Regions from separate parts of the Zea mays genome. Here region 2 is linked to region 1. Evidence: chromatin contacts called from public Hi-C data. All regions are on one chromosome and are shown on one strand. The core of a region is the stretch at or near the end of the contact, and the rest is flanking DNA. Distances in the headings are between cores, read along the strand shown. Region 1 holds the start of LOC100193471. Region 2 holds the start of LOC103649516 (GPI mannosyltransferase 2).

Evidence for each region. Hi-C and Micro-C count contacts between places; a contact is called where the count stands out from the background.
Region 2: a Hi-C map of ear shows a contact between it and region 1, with 4 times the contacts expected there. The contact joins the promoter of LOC103649516 here to the promoter of LOC100193471 in region 1. A contact is called at or near these places in 7 of 25 Hi-C or Micro-C datasets (ear, leaf, leaf mesophyll and 1 more).

Annotation. Positions count from the first base shown.
Region 1 is chr3:430,830-433,502 of Zm-B73-REFERENCE-NAM-5.0, forward strand. LOC100193471 reads right to left here and starts at 1,298. Exons shown (of 13, transcript NM_001317191.1): 1 at 1,034-1,298; 2 at 627-689; 3 at 451-522. The coding sequence starts at 1,213.
Region 2 is chr3:591,015-593,687 of Zm-B73-REFERENCE-NAM-5.0, forward strand. It overlaps LOC103649516 (GPI mannosyltransferase 2), which reads left to right and starts at 1,320. Exons shown (of 8, transcript XM_008675238.3): 1 at 1,320-1,708; 2 at 1,794-1,899. The coding sequence starts at 1,402.

The sequences.
Region 1 (2,673 bases), core at 48-2,547:
ATTAGTTTTCTTTTCATGTAAAGGTATTGTTTGAACCAAACCTTAGTAAGATAAAGTATAATAGACTATGTGTGTCTTCAAATTAAATTCCTTGGACTGGTACATACATGTAGGAGTAACAGTAACAAGTTCAAATGAAATTAGAATCAAAACCACAAATACCATCCACAATTGATGGACATAAGGAACCTATAGTGACATGCTCTTTTTTTCACATATAAATTAAATATATAGGCTCTGAGGGAGTGAGAGAAATGTGTGTCTCTTCCACGTCCAACGAATTTCCCCTCTTACAATAAAAGCAAAGGTGGCAATTGAACATCCAAGATGGAATGTGACAGGCATATAATCTAAATAACAAATGCATGGAACTAATATTTATTTTCCTAGATTATATCGAGAAGTTAAGAATGAAAAAAGAACAGTTAATAGTTAACCAAAGCAGTCTACAATTTTATCGAATAGCTCGCCGCCAGTGATGAACTCCAGAATTATAAATATCTTCTTCCGGCTTGCCAAAACCTGCACATAACACAATGGATGACACGATACTTTTTATTAAAAAAAAGACAAGTGATAAGAAGGATGTTAAAAAATGGTTATAAGAAAGAGATAGATAAGCGTGCCTCGTGTAGCCTAACGACATTGGGATGCCTGACAAGCTTCATTATGGATATTTCTCTCTTAATCTGCAAATAAGAATTGTGTCACCCTAAGGCATCTACCAGTACAGCTAGCTTGTGCAGCTGTACATCTCAAAGTACTACAGCTATCAATGTTTAGAAGAAGATGCGAAAGAAGCAGAAGCAGGCATGGTACAACAGTTCGCGAAGCATCGATGACACCTTTTGAAAGCGAGGAGAAATTCGTCCACAGAAATGGCATAGCAAGGATTAAAATCCCAACATGAAGGTAGAGCAATCCATCCCAATCCATCAACATTATTTGGGGGTGAAGCAGGAGCAGCTCTCGATCCTGCTACATCCCAAGTACCAACCCAACGGGCGAAGAAAAACGAGGCCAGTTTGGTCACCTGTTCGGCCATCTTGTTCTTGAGGATGGAGGAGCGGTCGAGCACCTTCATGGCGACGCTCTCCCCGGTCTCGGTGTTCTGCGCGAACTTGACCTTGGCGAAGGTGCCTTCCCCGATGGTGCGTCCCACCTCGTACTTGCCCACCCGCCGCAGCGGCCCGCCGCCGCCACCGCCCACCATCTCCGCCGCGCCTCCTCCCTCTATGGATGGCGAAAGAGTCGCTAGACCTGTAGAGTAGCCGCTGCGAGGGGCAGGGGAGCTGCTCAGATGGCCGACACCCTCGTTGATGGGAAGCCTGGCTCCTTTTTTGAAGGTGAATGGGGGGCGGCCGGGCGCAATTTCTGTGGGCAGGCAGGCAGCCAGCCAGCAGGTGAAGTTTTCTACTGGGAGTTGAGAACCTGGGATAACTAGTTGAAGAAGTGGACCGCAGGACAGCAAGAGGAGAGGTGTGTTTCGTTCGTGGAGTAGGTGTGTAGGTGCCTTGCAGCCTTGGTACGGCCCGCTCCTTTTTTGACGTGGGGCCATGGGGAGGGAAGGAATTGACTTTTTTTTATAGGTACTCCTCGCTTATTGTTTACCTGTGACTAATAATTAACTTGTAAAAATTAGCAGGATATGTTTAGAGACTTAGTAATAAATATATTTTTACAATATATTAGCATCTATTAGTAAAGTTAAATGGCGAATGAGCAAACAGTTTAGTAGCTCTCTTACTAACAATTAGCAAATTTATTAGCCGGTCTGTTTAGAGCTTAAGTGATAAAATTAGTTAACAAACTGTTTCCTGATCCAAACAGGCCCTGATTTAATTTAATTTGTGGTTGCCGAAAGCTTTTGTGTGCGGCCTAAAATGGAGTCGAATGAGATGCCATGCCATATTCAGTGTGTTTTGTTTTAAAGGAAGTTTTATTAATCTTAAAAGAACTTCCACAGCTTATTTATAATCCTAGCTATTTAGGATATGTTTGGTCGATTGGTTCAGTCTGGGTCTGGTTCGGTGGGAGGGCCCATATGAGCAAGAGCCAACCCAAAATGTTTGGTTGCCTATTTAAAATGAATCTCAGTCATATGACGCATTGTTTGGTTGTCATTTTTTAAGCTTGACCCAATTGGATTGCCACCGGATTTTTTAAATACTGGTGTTTTAGACATAATTGCAAAACTGATAAGACATTTATAAAATTGGATCATAGCATAGGACCAACTTTCTCAGCATATAAAAAATAATTAAGTTTCAAAGCTGAACGTAAAACAACATCATTGCAAATCAGAATTTCTCTCAACATATAAAAATAATTAAATTCCAAGACATCATACAAAAAATATTAATGAAGGGTACAATTTTTCTCAAATTATAAGGCTGATAACAAAAACATCACTGCAGAGTACAATTTTTCTCAGATTGTAAGGATAGTAACAAAAACAATCATGACAGAGTACACTTTTTCTCATAATAAAACCACAAAGAAATTACACACGATTAGACCTAGGGGTGGGCGTTCGGGTTACCAGAAAATTTTGGATCGGTAATTCGGGTATTTAAAATTTCGGGTTTTAAGAACCGATACCCGAAATTACAACGGATTTTACAATACCTGAAAATTCGGGCACCCGGAATTTCGGGTTTGGGTTCGGGTATT
Region 2 (2,673 bases), core at 70-2,569, 160 kb after region 1:
GTCCTGGCCGTTAGTCGGATATTGAGAGAGAGCACGAGGCAGTCGATGAGCATGCCTTCTGACTTGTCGGAGGACTCCGTCCGATACAAGCGCGTTTGGATGCGCCGACCGTGTTTGTCGAGGTGTCCTCTATGTCCTTGGCAGACTTGGAGGCGCTTGAGCTGGTCTCGAGAGCACCTAGGGTACCTCAGGGCACAGTCTCCTGAAGCTCGACCCCTTCTCTTGTCGTGTCCATTGTTAAGGCGAGCCCGCAGTTGGCCTGCTCGCATGTGTAGTTGGCCTTCAAGAAAGAGGACACTGTGATGATCTCATAGGGACCAGACATCTTTAGTTTTAAGTACGTGTAGTTGAGGACGACCATAAATTTGATGTAGCACGATCTCCCAAAAATAGTGTTGTAGGACCTCGAAAAGTCAATCACGTCGAATTGCAGTCGACGCGGATGTTGTGAGCATCATCGAACATGACGGAGAAAGAGATTCGCCTGAGCGAGTAGGCCTGATGGTCGAGAATGATGTCGTGGAACAACGCTTAGCTAAGATGTAGCACACGTGCAATCTTCAAGCCATCAAGGGACTCAACATACATGATGTTTATACTTGTACATGTGGGCTGGTCTTATCCGGCACAGCACAAGCCCACAAAGGCACGACCCATAAAGGCACGGCCCACAAAATCACATTTCCAGTTATAGGTCGTGTCGTGCCAGCACATGGGCTCAGTTATCGATCTACGACACGACCCACAATTAGTTATGTGTGTCAGGCCGGTCCATATAGCCCAGAATGCTCTAATGTGCCAGACCAGCCCATATACATACAACAGTAATACATAAACAAAAAGTATAAAATATACATATAACCAAAATAAAACTAAGATGTTTTGTGGTTGCACATTAAAAGCCTTTGGCTAGAAAGAAAAAAATAGTACAACTAGCTCCGAAATAATATCCAGTTATCTGTTCAGTATTTAGTTGAGTACTATACATCCATACAAAATACATATACAATGATCATTATCACTATTCACTATCCCCATCTAGTTACTGGTTCTCGAAGCCTATTGAAGCTCTATATTCTCTAAGTTAATACTGAGTTTATGTTTAGTGTGTCTCGATGTGCCTTAGTTAAATGGGTCATACCAGTCCGGCCCGTAAGCTTGACTTGAGCCCTAGACATAGTCCATATATTGGACTATATCAGGCTACATCTATAATTAGATTGGACCATGCCAAAAATTTAGATTGGACCATGCCAAAAATTATGTGATTTAGGTCGTCCTATTAGTCGCATCATAAATGTACACTAGCAATGATGTTGAGTCCATGAGTATCCGGGACAGGTGCCAATAGCTGAAATCTCTCCACGGATCGATTCTCCTCCCTGCCGCGCATGCGCGTCAATGGCGCCGCCAGTCGCCGGCGTCGTGCGTCTTGCCGCGGCCTCCCGCGTATTAGTTCTGTCCCTCTACCTGCTCGCCCGCCTCCTCTTGCGCCCCTACGACACCTCCGCTACTCTCCACCCACCCTGCCTCTCCTCTTTCTCCTCTTCCCCGGATCCCAACACGCCCGTCTCCGCCGCTATCTCGTCGCTGGCCGTGTGGGACGGTGTCCACTTCGCCCGCCCCGCTGAGTGCGGCTACGAGTACGAGCAGTCCTTCGCCTTCCTCCCACTCCTCCCCGCCTCCCTCGTGCTCCTCGCACGATCGTGTAAGCCCGCTCGTCACACTTCCCTGATGTCAATTTGTGCGCTTTATCTGATCTGGTTGTGGTGATTAATCCTTTTCCCGTGCAGTGTTCGCGCCGCTAGTACCGATACTAGGGTACAGGGCCGTGCTCGTGCTCTCCGGCTATGTCCTCAACAACGTCGCATTCGTTGCTGCTGCGGCCTACTTCTACAGGTGTTCGCCGTCTGATGAGCTTTACTGTTTTCGTCTTCACACAGATTTGGGCTGATTCTATGCGTTAGATGGGCTCTAAAACCACAGTTATGCATCTATTTGGAAGTCATTTGTAGCCATTTATTGATTCTTCAAACATTTCAAGACTGGACAATGCTTGAGAGCAGTGCACACTGGAATGCAGTAGCTGTTTTCCCTGCACTTTATTGGCGATGCCACGCCAGAGTTTTTGCACAGTTCAATAGCTGGTGTTCTTTGGTGGATAATATTAGGTGAGGTGCTTGTGGACTGATCTGGCCCCTTCTGTGGTGATGTTAGGATGTGTCCTCTGACTCACTAACAGAAAGCGAGAAAAAGGAGGAGTCCTCCCCTGCTGCGTGCGGATGATATGCACCCTGATCGGAGGCACAATCTGTTCTAATCGGTTGTGGCCCGTAGGGCACTATATAAACAGTAGCTAGGCCGGCATGAACGCCAATGCTTCCGTGCCCGGAAACCCTAGCCACCACATTTGTTTAGGTGTCTATCACCTTTTCCTACCCAATGACAATGGCGATTCCGGTCACTGGGTAGGACAAGGTGATTGGCACCTAAACAAATGTGGCGGCTAGGGTTTCCGAGCGTGGAAGCGTTGGCGTCCCTGCCAGCCTAGCTACTGTTTATATAGCCTCGTACCCGTGACCGGGGCCACAACCGATCAGAACGGATTGCACCCCCGATCAGTTCTCATATCATCCACACGTAACAGGGAGGACTCCCCCTTTTTTCTCTTTG